2 separate regions of the Mus musculus genome follow, and region 1 is linked to region 2. A link is a contact called in public promoter capture Hi-C data. All regions are on one chromosome and are shown on one strand. Each heading gives the region's core, a stretch centred on a gene start, on an enhancer-like site or on the middle of the called end of the contact. The rest is flanking DNA. Distances are from core to core; before and after follow the strand shown.

The links. Promoter capture Hi-C pulls out the DNA fragments that hold promoters and counts their contacts.
Region 1: a contact with region 2 is called in a promoter capture Hi-C map of the C10 cell line. The contact joins the enhancer-like site here to the promoter of Cenpj in region 2. A contact is called at or near these places in 4 of 39 promoter capture datasets (the C10 cell line, cranial neural crest, hematopoietic stem and progenitor cells and 1 more), 1 of 115 datasets of contacts at active chromatin or transcription factors (acute myeloid leukemia) and 2 of 9 other capture datasets (adipose tissue and liver).

The regions. Positions count from the first base shown.
Region 1 is chr14:56,827,437-56,834,130 of GRCm38.p6, reverse strand. No RefSeq gene overlaps it. Among named protein-coding and RNA genes, the nearest start is that of 2410022M11Rik, 19 kb to the right of the region's middle. Within about 2 kb of position 1,825, at least 27 of the 459 cell types and tissues checked have an H3K27ac peak or open chromatin away from gene starts, as enhancers often do.
Region 2 is chr14:56,566,853-56,573,429 of GRCm38.p6, reverse strand. Cenpj (centromere protein J) reads left to right here and starts at 1,584. Exons shown (of 17, transcript NM_001014996.2): 1 at 1,584-1,692.

The DNA.
Region 1 (6,694 bases), core at 576-3,075, 260 kb before region 2:
GGGGCGAGCTCAATCTTCTTTGGCAGCAGTTCAGTCCTGTAGCAAACACCAAATACGATTCAGCAGCTGCAGACCAGTCCTCTAGGCAGGCAGACACCAGGCATGAACCAGCAGCTATAAGTCCAGTCCTCTTCTCAGACACCAGGCATGAACCAGCAGCTGTAGTTCAATCCAGAAGAAACCACAAGGGTTGTCAACCAGCCTGAGGTTTGAAGAGCCACAGGAACATTCACCACCAGTTCTTTGGTGAGTTTTTTCAATGGTGTTGATATAACAAGTTGAGCTCAAAAACACTATGTAAGGGGAACAAATTCATGGGTGTCATTTGTCGTTGGTCCTCCCAGCCGGCCGAGACATGACCAACACAGACACCAAGTCGGGTTCACACAGCAACTTTACTTTGGGCTTTTTCTTTTACAGCTCTCTTCCCCAGCAGCTTCTTTTAGGGCAAGGGCTAAACTACTCCTATTCTACTTCTGGCTTCTACCTAGGGCAAGGGCTAAACAAAACTCACTACTCTCGCCGACTCACCTCCTTCTAGCTCCACCCCACCTCATCCAATCAGAATTCACAAACGCTCCAGGCAGGAGCTTAGGTCGTTCACAGATAGGCTGACAGGTCTGGATCACAAGGAACTGTCCGCCTGGCAGGCAGCCCATGCATGCAGCCTCACTGCGCATGCTCAGGCAAGGCAGTAAACAAGTGGGTTTCACTTCACGGGGCCTGCGGCCACACCCACTTCCCCCCAGTCATTAGGGAAGAATAGTGAGGTAGAGCAAACCAAACCAATGCTCAGTGCTCCTCTGCCACTGTCTATGGGATCATATCATCATGGTTCCTTTCACGTCTGTGCTGTATCAAAACGTCCTTTCACCTATGTCTGCTCCAGGAAAACATTCTTTCACATGTCTGCTTTAGCAAGACATCTTTTCACCTGTGTGCCCCAGAAAAACATCATTTTACACAACTTCCCAAAGAAACTAGAAGTTTCCACTTCAGGGTTCCACTGCTACTTCACTTTTATGCCCTGAGTTACTGAAGGCATTCCTGGACAAACTAGGCTTATCACCTTAGGGGCTCATTTCCCAGAGGTTTCACAGTAGGCAGGTTGGGGCTGATGGGCTGGATGACTCTAAGTGCCAGACTTTTTTGAGAGTAAATTTGTTGTCTGGGTCTGGACCACTGATATATAAGCTGACTCCCCAGGTTTTACTGGTTTTTCAATAAAGACCTTTGGCTTTCTGCCAGGCCCTAACCTTTGTGGGTATGAGATTACATTGCCTGTGGCTGTAAGTCAGTTGTGTTGGTCCTATTTCTTGGACTATGAATGGATCCTAGGAATGAATGTGCCCAGGGAAACGCAGTTTCACAACCCTACTTAGCACAGTGGTATTCTGCTGGCTCCTGGCAGCTTGGGGAGTTGTCAGCTATGCAACCATGGTACTAGATAAGATTAGAGCCCTTTCTCTTCACCTGTGGACCTGCAGATCCAGCAGGGAGTTTCTCCCCTGGAGAAAACAAAGCATCTGTTAGTAGCCTCTGGAAGTAATAGTTGTCAGAAGTCTACCTGGAATGTGTGTTGAGGTGAAGTGGATAGACCGGCTATGTGCTCCCTGACACCCCATCCCACCCCACCCACCCATCCACACACTTCTTAAATTTCAGACCCAGGGTCATGTTGGACAGTAAAACCATGCCAGGAAGCTTGGTAAGGTAGAGCAGGTTGAGATCTGGAGACTCAGTAAGCACACACTTAAGACTTAGGCCACTCCCTGCTGTCTGCCAGATTCCTGGCCTGGAACACATGCCACATTCCTCACATAAGGAAATGTGACTTGTGGTCACATAGGCCCAGAGCAGAATTCTCCAAACTAAGCTGGGCATGGTAGTGCACTCCTTTAATCCCAGCACTCGGGAGGCAGAGGCAAGCAGATTTCTGAGTTCGAGGCCAGCCTGGTCTACAAAGTGAGTTCCAGGACAGCCAGGGCTATACAGAGGAACCCTGTCTTGAAAAACCAAAAATTTTTAAAAAATAAATAAATAAATAAAAAGAATTCTTCAAGCTATTGAGGTACCTAAAGGCCCAGAGGGCTTAGCCAGTAAGCTTCCCTTCCCAGACATTTCTCCCCTCCAAAGGTATTTAAACCCAGGTCCACCCTGAGAAGTGGTTATGCTACAGTATGCACCCATTTTCCACTATGAACATCCAATAAACTGTTTAGAACCATGGACTGTCTCTTTTATTGAGATCCATCATGGGGAGCCATAGAGAAGGCATTTGCCTACAGAGCCACAGCTTAATTCTCCTGTAGGAGGCCTCTCTGAATTTCCAGCCTGTCTGCCAAGCTAATGACAATCACTGATAGGACAAGCCAGAGCTTCTCTTTCCCAGCTCCAGGCTAGACACTGTCCCCAGCCCTCAGGTCCCCACCTTCATTATTGGCTCTTCTGAGATTCCCAGCAGTGCCTCCATGTCCAAGAGTCTGAGAACCCCATGGCTCCAGCTTCATCGCAGGCCCAGGGACCCCAGAACCAGCTCCAGCCTTCCTACATCTCAGACTGTGTTTTCTCACCCCTGGAGTGGTACCTCAGTGCTTCCCTACAGCCTGTCAACCCACCCTGGCAATCAAACTCCCTGAGTTTTGCCTCTGAGTGATCATGCCCTTAGGCAGGCTAAACTTGGACCGACAGGGTCATAGTTTATAAGGGTTTGGGGCCTTTTCTACAGGGAGACAAAGACGACAAAATAAAACCATCATAATCATAGGACCCCTATCAGTCTTATCTTTAGGGAGTTAGAGGACCTGGTCATGACACATCTGTTGTTGTCTTCTGTAGTTTCCTTCCGCTGGGTCTGGTGGATTCATGAGATGACACTGGTGACCTTCACCACTGTGAGGGTGGTGAGGACCACAGGTATGGACCTTTTTTTTTTTTTTTTTTTTTTTTTTTTTTTTTTTTTTGGTATGGATCTTTTTATGTCGCCTCTGAGTCTGAATCTTCTTTATCCATACAAAGCCACCAGGCCAGGACTTGTGGGCAAGTTCATAAAAGGGTAAGGCCACAGACTCTCAAATTGTCTGATAAATAGGCCTCTAGACCTGTTTTGAGGCCTGTAAGGGTTTAAGGAAGGTGTGGGAGGTGTGGTTAGTCATTTCTGCCTTATAAATATCTTTGAGCTTAGAGAAGAGTGAGGGTGTGGTGATCTGAATATATTTGGCCCTTGGGAATTTCTACTATTAGGAGTTGTGGCCTTACTAGAGGAAGTGTGTCACTGTGTAGGTAGGCTTAAGGGCTCCTAGTGCTTAAGCTCTGCCCAGTACAGAAGAGTTCAAGTCTCTTTCTGGTTGCCTTCCAACCAAGATGCAGAATCTCAGTTCCTCCTCCAGCACCAAGTCTGCTTGCATTCAGCATTGCTTCCTGCAGCCCTGCTTCCTATTATGATGATAATGGACTGAAACTTTGAAATTGAAAGCCAGTCTCAACTGTTTGTTGTCCTTTATAAGAGTTGCCTTGATCTTGATGTCTCTACACAGTAATAAAATCCAAACTAAGGCAGAAGCTGGTACCAGGAACCAGCCTCTGTGATAGGCATGACCAGCTGTGATAGGCATGACCAAGTTTTTGTTTGGAGGAATGTGGATTTGGGGACTTTGGATTTGGAAAGCCATGGAATGCTTTAAGTGGGACTTTATCAACCCTCTTAATAGGAATATAGAAAGACATTGGTGCTGAGGGTGATTTGAACACAAGAAATTGTTCTTATAATGTTTGATGAAGAATAGTACTTTTTGCCCTTGTCTGAGGAGTCTACCTGAGGTTAAAGTTAAGAAAATCAGATTAATTACATTGACAAAGGAAGTCTCACAAAAGCTCAACATAGACTTTGTCCTCTGGTTGACTCTCATGAAGAGCATTTTAATCAAGCATAGCAAGCTTAGTAAGAAAAAAAATACAGACTGTGTGGTTCAAGTATTAAAGGGGAGCCAGAGTGTGGAATGTGGTGGTTTGAATGTGCTTGGCCCATCAGAAGTGCTACTATTAGGAGGTATGTCCTTGCTGAAAGAAGTATGTTACTGTGTAGGCAGGCTATAAGGACTCCTAGTGTTCAAGCTCCTCCCAATGCAAAAGAATCAGCATCTTCTTGGCTGCCTTCAGATCAAGATGTAGAACTCTCAGTTCCTCCTCCACCACCATGTCTGCCTGCACAATGCCACATTTCCCACCTGTCTCAAACTCTGCAGTATATAGGTACAACATATTTTCCAATTAACATTTAGGATCTTTGTTAGATTTGGGGAGATGTTGGCATTAATATGGAGCCATTGTCAGACACCAGGCAGAGAGGGGTCTAGGAATCAACACTTGAAGGAGTTTCTTGGTGACCACGAGGCTATCTCTCTTCAGGTATCATAGGCTTCTACCTATTCAGAGAAGGCGTTTATGAAACTAACAAATAGAGCCAAGAACTGTGGGATTGATTTTTGTAAAGTCCACTTCCCAATAGTCTCTGGTGTGGTTCCTCAGGCATGGATTTTGTCTGGGTCTTTTCTTTCTCCTTTGGGGTTTACTTTTATAGAAGTGATATGTCCAGCACAATGTTTTTGACAAGATTATCTACAGGGATATAATATCTGGGCCTGAGTAGCTTGGCAGTTTTGAATGTCCCCAGATGGTTGGCCTGCCTGGTAGAGTTTGATTACCATCTATCTCCCTGTAGAGGCAGAGAGTACAAGTCTCCCACCCAGCAAGAACCACTGCCCATTTGTCTGTTATTTGGCATCTTTTCTGTTTGCCTATGGTTTCTTCCTATGTGCAGGTTGGCACTAGAGCAACCTTTAGGTAACCAAGATCTGAAGAGGCTCCTCTGGTTCCAGGGCCTCATTCTGGATGGCCAGGTCTATGCCTTGTTCCCTTGGGCCTCTGGAGATTTTTCTTTTTAATGCCCTTTTTAGAGGACAATGGCTACCTCTTTTGGCAGTCATATGGCCTCTAGTAAGGCCAGAAATTGTTTGTTTTTAATTTTCCTTTCCACCTGAAGTAAGGAGTTCCTTCTCCCTATAAAGGGTCTGATAGACATGGGTTGTGGCAAATACATACAGTCTGTATAAATAGTGATGGCTTTTCCCATCCCCCAGCAAAGTACCTGGGTTAAGACCAGGAACTGATCCCTTTGGCGTTGAAGTCCCTCAGCTGAGAGACTGGGCTCACATTTGTAGAGGTAATATTTTGTACAATGTATGGAAGTTTCACCTGTCAATAAAAAAGTCTTTGGCCAATGAGCTGAGGCAGGATTTGAAGACAGGACATCCAGTAGAGAGAGATTAGATTTCTGGGATAGAGACAGGCATTGGAAAAAATTTGCCTTGAGACAGAGAAAATGACTGTCTCATGAAACTGAGGACTAAGTACCATACCACATGACAGAACACAGAATAAAAAACAAACAAACAAACAAACAAAGCAAGTAATTGAGATATAACCTAATCATGGAACAGAGTCAAAGCTACTAGCCTCAAAATTTATGCATATGTATAAGTCTCAGAGTCATTATTTCCAGGAACTTATACACAGGTAATGTGCAGGTGGGAAAGTGCACATTGTTCTGTCCAAGGCAATAACTGTGGCCCTGGCATACCTGATTCCATCTTGAGCAAAACTGCTTCTATCACTGTACAGTATGTCTTCTGTTTTTCATACCAGGACATCCATCAGATCAGATCTGACTAATTGGACTATTTCAGTCACTTCTAGGCAGTTATGGAGGGGCCTGCTGGGTTATCATCTAGCCCCAAACTAGCTGAGTTGATAGCTGAAGTTTTATACAATCAGATATAGGGTTATTCCAGGAGACTTGCTCAATAATATGTTACTCAGACCTTCAAAATCCACCTTTCATCAGGAAGTCTCTACAGAATGTGGAGTTGTTGAGAACATTTCTTGGCCCAAAAGTCAATGTGTCAGCTTCATTTACTAGCATGGCTGTAGCAGAAACTGCCTGCAAACAAGTCTGATGTTCTGGCTGATTTTTTGTGTCAACTTGATTCAAGCTAGAGTCATCAGAACAATTCCTCCTCCAACATGGTGTGCTAAAACCTGGAGGTCTCTTGCACTTGAACCCACAGAATTCTATCTCCAGAGCAGGCTGGGATCAGAAGGATGCACCACTTTGCCTCACTTGATGCATTGTTTTAAGAAAATATTCCTGTAAAAGTGCTTGTCAAGGGCTTAAAAACTAACTAAACATGTATATGATGGTTTATGTAAGGCTTTTAAAACAGTGGTTCTCAACCTGTGGGTTGTGACCCCTTTGGTGGTCAAATATCAAGTTAACTGTAACAAAATTACAGATATGAAGTAGTTCTTTCCTCCATGTTCAACATGGGAACTGAACTCAGGTGTTAGGTGTCTCAGGGCCTTCACACACCAAGACTTCTTGCTCCCCACTCTTTGTTAATGCTTTTGTATGTATGATTTATCTATGAATAGGATAAGATGTTGAAGTCACCCATTATTTTTTTAAAGATTTATTTATTATATATATGTATACTGTAACTGTCTTCAGACACACCAGAAGAGGGCATCGGATCTCATTACAGAGGGTTGTGAGCCACCATGTAATTGCTGGGATTTGAACTCATGACTTCAGGAAGAGCAGTCAGCACTCTTAACCCCTAAGCCATCTCTCCAGCCC
Region 2 (6,577 bases), core at 335-2,834:
GGATGAGTGTGATAAAATTTGTTTATTCAGACAACAAGCAATGTGGCATAACATACTATACCAAATAAAATGTAGGCAGAAATAGTAGAGAATATTGTGATTATTGTCAAAGACACACATTTTAAGAAAATGATTTTTGGGCATGGTTTCAGGCCAAAAGAAGACCATTTGAACCCTCATTCAGCATCTTAAGTTATTAATTTACTGACTAATCAGCTTAGGGCAGTGGATGGAACTCAGCCTCTGGTACAGCAGGCAAGGTCTTTGCTACCCACTGAGCTCCATTCTCTTGTCAACATTTTAGGTGTGTGATCTTGGTAGTTTTGAACTTTGGCTTTTTCATCTATGATGTAACCTAACAAAACAAAGCAAAACAAAAACTTTTCCCGTCTCCATGTTTGAGGTGTCTGTACAAAATTTTAATTATCTTTAATAATATTGATTTATTTGAACTAATTAGTATAAAGGGCAATTCTTCTTGATGACCTTTTTATATAGAATCTCATGTTAACATACTGGCCTCTAACTTACTCTATATTGGAGGGTGACCTTGAATTTCTGATTCACCTTCCCCACCTGAGAGACTGGTCACCAATTTTGGATTATACAGTGCTGAGGATAGAACATACTAGGCAAGCATTTGATCAACCGGAGAAGAGAAAATGGGATGGCCTAGTGGTTATGGGCATTTGCTGTTCTCTCTCCCAAGATTGGGTTCAGTTTCCAGCTCCTACATGGTAGCTCACAAACATCTGTAGCTCTAGTTCCATGGGATCATGGGATCAGATGGCCCCTATGACCTCTACAGGCACCAGACACACGTCAGGGCACATACTAACATGAAGGCAAAATATGCTTGCACATAAAGTAAAAATAAAATAGTAAAATTATATATTTAAAAAACAGATGTTAGTTTACAATATTGTTCAAACCTAGTCTAAAAACTGTGGTAGCTTGAAGTGTTGTAGCATCCTAGATTAAAGGGTCATGTCTGTATTTTGGAACCCCTCTGGTGGCAAAACAAATAAACAGTGAAATCTGCGCTCAACATTCCATATATAATTTTAATATCTGCACTTTCAATATTCCATATAATTTAAACACTGAATGCACACACTTTGTGCAGCCATCGACTAGCCACATAATAGATGATTATTTCCGGAGTAAATTTTTCCACGGTTATCTTCACTTATTCGTCCTACCAATGTCACTTTTTTGTTTTAAACAGGTCTTTATTAAATCAAACCCATTCAAAGAGAAAAGCGAAGACGACGAAACTCTCCCAAACCTGTCGTCTTTTAGATTCGGTTTGAATCTCTGTGTTCCTGGCACAATGGAGTACGCTCTCTGTTACCGCAGGGGTCAGATCTCAATCGGTTGACTTCAGAACAACAGCTGTTGACCAGTGCCCGCCGCAAAAGAGCGCGCATAGAGCATCCCCTAGCAACGTTTATGGCGGTGTTGCTGGGAGTTGTAGTTTGCATGTGTCCGAGGCGCCTGCGCGCAAGCTCACACGGACTGTAGGAACTACATTTCCCAGGAGTCACTGGACCAGAGTTGGGCGGGGCCGGTCCAGGAGGCGGGGCTCTGGCTGCAGCGATGGTTGTGGCGGCTCATTCGTAAATGCCGGGCCAGCTAAGTGGTGACTATCGCTGGTCGGAGCGGTCTGAACAGCTGTTTCTTCGAAGAACGGTAACTGATGGGCGGAAGGAGCGGAGAAGCCCGTCCGCCGCCCGGTTCCTGAGAGGCCAGCTTGGGCTTTGGGGCTGGCATGGCGCGGAGGGCTTGGCGCCCGCGGGCGGCGGTGGTTCCGGGGCTTAAGCCCGCTTTGTTCTTCCGAGCACCCGGGGGATCGGTCCTCAAGGGGGTCGGCCGGGGTGCGTGTTTCTGTTCCGGGCGACACGCTCGCCGGGCCGGGTGCAGTGGCGCCGCTTGCAGTCTTTCAGGAGGCCTTATCTCGGCTTCTCCAAAAGCTTTGTTGCTTTCAAGAAGAGTTGTGTTTCAGGGGAGGCGGACCTGTCAGCTGAAAGTTTTCAGGGTCTGAATTGTCTCCTCGTATCTTCCTCAATCAAGGTCTGAATTGTCTCCTCGTAACTTCCTCCTTCTCCAGTGCAGATAATTTATGTTTTGAACAGAAAGATGTCAAAGCTTTCAATTAGTCGATTTTTTTTTAAAGGCAGCTTTACGTACAATTAACTTACGGTAATGACTACAACTTCATAAGCAGGTGGTGTTGTACCTCAGATTTTAATATCTGAGTTTACATAACATACTGTCCTAGACAGTCTATTATTTGTAGTTTACCTAGGCCTTCGTATAAGTAATAAAAAACAAATTTAGGGGAAAATTTTTGGCGTTCTTTAGACAAGGGCTTGTTATGTAGCCCAAGCTAGCCTTCCACCTCAAACACTGTATTATAGGTGTGTATCATCAATACCCAACTGTGAATCAGTATTTCAATACTTAAAACTGGCAGTACGTATAGTTTTAGGACCACAGTAATGGACTTGTAGCAAAGGTATGGAAGTTTTAGTGCTTTTTAAAAAAAGGTGTGTGTGTGTGTGTGTGTGTGTGTGTGTGTGTGTGTGTGTGAAGACGATGTTAAGATGCTGCCCTAAACCATTATTACACTTTGCTCAGTCTAACAGGGAATTGTTGACGATTTTCACATTACAGAGTGACTTTCTTTGCAGCTTGTTTACTGTCTAAATTAAGATTTATTTAGTTTTAAGATTACCTTTTACAAATATTGTTGTGTACATGATATGTGTTGGATTTCATGCATGTTCTGCATGTGTGGAGGGCAGGGGACAACTTTGTAGAGTCAGTGTCTCCTTTCACCTTTATGTGGGTTCCGGGACCAGCTCTGATCGCCAGGCGTGTACAGTTTGCACTTTACCCACTGTGAGCCATCTCTCCAGCTCTGGGTTTTCTTGCTTTTGTTTTGTTTTAAAGACAGTCTCTCACTTTACACTCACACTGTCTTTGGGACTTGCTATGTATCCAGACCGGCCTCACCCCTGTGATGACCAGCTTCCTTCCTCAGTGCTGGCATTATGCTTGTGAGACCCCATGTTTGATTTAAACATTTTTTTTTTTTTTTTTACTAAGGATGTTGAAATTTAACCAAGGTTAACTGAAAACTCCCTTCCTTGCCTTTACAGGTAGGTTCCTAATGTAAAAACAATTAGGATTATCTTTCTTACAACAGATTACAAGGAAATTACTATTCAGGAATTAACAGTTACTGGATAGCTAGTTAATGCGTGCTACTCTTTTTTGTTTTTTTGTTTTTGTTTTTCGAGACAGGGTTTCTCTGTGTAGCCCTGGCTGTCCTAGAACTCACTTTGTAGACCAGGCTGGCTTCGAACTCAGAAATCCACCTGCCTCTGCCTCCCAAGTCCTGGGATTAAAGATGTGTGCCACCACGCCCTGCGCGTGCTACTCTTAAGTGTATGATGCAGTGTATATACTCCCTGCAGGCTGGAGCCCTTTCTCAGTAAGAACCAGCCCCTATCTTTCTAGGTGCTCTAGTTTGGCTCTCCTTGTTATGGTAGAAAACAACTAACTGAAAACAACTTGGAGTTTATTTCAGCTTACATGTTGTGGCCTATCATCCAGAGAAGCCAGGGCAGGAGCTTGAGGCAGGAACTGATGCAGAAACCATGGCAGAGTAATGCTTGCTAGCTTGCTTCATGGTTTGCTTTCTTATATGACCCAACCCACCTGCTTATGAGAGGCATCGCCCACAGTGGCTGGGCCCTCCCACACTAGTCATTAATCAAAAAAAATGCCCCCAACAGCATGCCTAAGGAAAGCAACTTGATGGCCAGTCTGATGGAGGCAATTCCTCAGGTGAGGTCCCATTATCTTCAGTGACAAGAACTAACCCCCACACTGGGTATCTGCCATTCTCAACTTTATAATTCCATTTTTCTCCGCTTCGCTAGTTTACTTTATGCTTGTGCACCATTTGTGTGCCCAGTGCCCTCCGTGAGCAGGGGAAGGTGTTGAATCCCCAGCAGCTGGAGTTCTGGATGGCTTTGAGGCACTGTGTTGGTTCTGAGACTTAACTCAGATCCTCTGTAAGAGCAGTAAATGCTCTTAACCACTGAGCCATCTCTCCAGCCCGTCTACATTTCCTATACTACATTTGCTCTTGCTCTGTACTTTGTGGTTCATGGTATGTCTTGCATCACTTCCTTAAGGTTTTAATTGTGTAAATGTAATGAATGTATGCCACACGGGTGCAGGTGCTGGCAGAGGTCAGAGGTGGGCATCATGTTCCCTGGAGTTACAGGTGGTTGTGAACTGTTTCACGTGGGTGCCAAGAACACAACTTGGGTTTTATGGAAGAGTAGGTAGAACTCTTAAGCACTGAGCCATCTTTCCAGCTCCTTATGGGTTTCTTTTTTGAGATGGTCTCACTCTGTAGTGCAGCTAGCCTGGAATTAGCAGTGTAATCCAGGTTGGTCTGGACCTCATGGTAGTCTGCTTGTCTCAGTTTCTGAAGTGCTGGAGCTATAGGTGTGGGCTACTGTACTTGGCTTGCTTATTTATTTTAATTTAGGTACTGAATCCAGGGCCTCACATATGGTAAACATCAGAAAGCCACATCTTGAGGTGGGGGCTTACACTGTATCTCAGGCTGGCCTGGAACTCCCTTTGCCTTGGTCTCTTCAGGGCTGGCATAACAGGTGTGGGTCACAGCACCTGGCTTCTTTCCCTTCATTGCAAGTGTGAGCTTGTCCCTATATAACAGAGGTACACAATGCCTAGAGGCAAAATCGCTAGATCAAGGCTTTTGTGCATTTTATGGTTTGGATAGTTAACTGCCTTACTCTGCAAAATATGTTATATTTCTAAGGACAGCTTAATAAAATAATTTCTGCTTTTTTTCATATTAAATATTAGCAGTCTTTAGTCTTTGCCAACCCAGTGGATAGGGACAAAAAAAAAGGTATATTGTTATTCTTTTTTCAGTGGCATGAGAGTGAACATATTTTGGTGTATCTGTTTCCTTTTTTATCTATTTTTCTGTTTATGTCTTTTGTATATTCTTATATGCCACTTGGAAAGCTAGATACATGTTTATTTACCTTTGTGTTTTTCTGTGTGTGTTGTGTATGTGTGTGTATGTATGTGTGGTGTGTGGTGTGTGTGTGTGTGTGTGAGATGTGTGTGGTGTTTGTGGTGTGTGGTGTGTGTGTGTGTGTGTGTGTGTGTGTGTGTGTGTGTGAGTGATTAAACCTATGTCCACAAGAAGCCCTAGGCTCCCAGGCTGCTGTTCACCTCTTCCACTCTACCCTCTTACTCTCTCATTTGCCTTATACTCTAATACCCAGCTCTCTCCACCTCCTAAGCATCTACAAAGCCAACGCATCTGCGGTCTCCTACCAGCCTCCTGTGTCTCCTCCTTCCTTTGTATATTCCTTGGATTTCCTGAGGACAGTTAGTGAGCATAGATTTGATAAAAATGAAGTCTGCAGTTGCATTTAAAGGCATCGTGAGCATCCTTCCCTGTGGATCTAGATCCTCTGGATGCAGTTCTGTGGGAAGAGTGTTTATTTAACACTTGAGGTGAGGCCCTGTAGTTAATCCTTACTCCCCAAACGTGTGTTGTCCCCAGTTTTCTCATTTCGGTGAATGGCAACTCTGTTCTCACAGTATCTCAGCCAGAACAGTTTAAGAACGAACTACAGGAGAGGAGCCTAGAGAGCTCAGGAAGTGGGAGGAAGTGGGAGGAAGTGGGAGGAAGTGGGAGGAAGACGTAACGGAAGCAGTGGCTCACAGAGGCCTTATGAGATTCGAAGCTTGAGTGCTCCCCCTCCCCTCTCCCAAACTTCACCTTATTTCTCTCCCCTCCCACACATAATTATTTTAGTTAATCATGTGGGGATGTCATACAGTGCACCCCGGTCACCTTTGCTTCCCATTGTTCCCAGGCCCACTTTCCCACCCTTGTGCTACCTCCTCCCCACCAAAAAGAAAAGTAAACCAACTCCAGTGTCCCAGGGTCATGGTCAGACTTCTGTGGCCAGTCACTGAGTCCTTCCCCACCCCCATCAGGAGCCATAGACTGTGGCCACTGAGTCCTTCCCCACCCCCTATCAGTGAGTCCTTCCCCACCCCCCATCAGGAGCCATAGACTGCGGCCACTGAGTCCTTCCCCACCCCCTATCAATGAGTCCTTCCCCACCCCCCATCAGGAGCCATAGACTGTGGCCACTGAGTCCTTCCCCACCCCATCAGTGAGTCCTTCCCCACCCCCCATCAGGAGCCATGGACTGTGGCCACTGAGTTCTTCCCCACCCCCTATCAGTGAGTCCTTCCCCACACCCCATCAGGAGCCATAGACTGCGGCCACTGAGTCCTTCCCCACACCCTATCAGAAGCCATGGACTGTGGCCACTGAGTCCTTCCCCACCCCCCATCAGTGAGTCCTTCCCCACACCCCATCAGGAGCCATAGACTGTGGCCACTGAGTCCTTCCCCACCCCATCAGGAGCCACAGACTGTGGCAGCTACACTATCATCCTTATCACAGGTTTTGAGGAAGGACTCTGTTAGTAGCTTC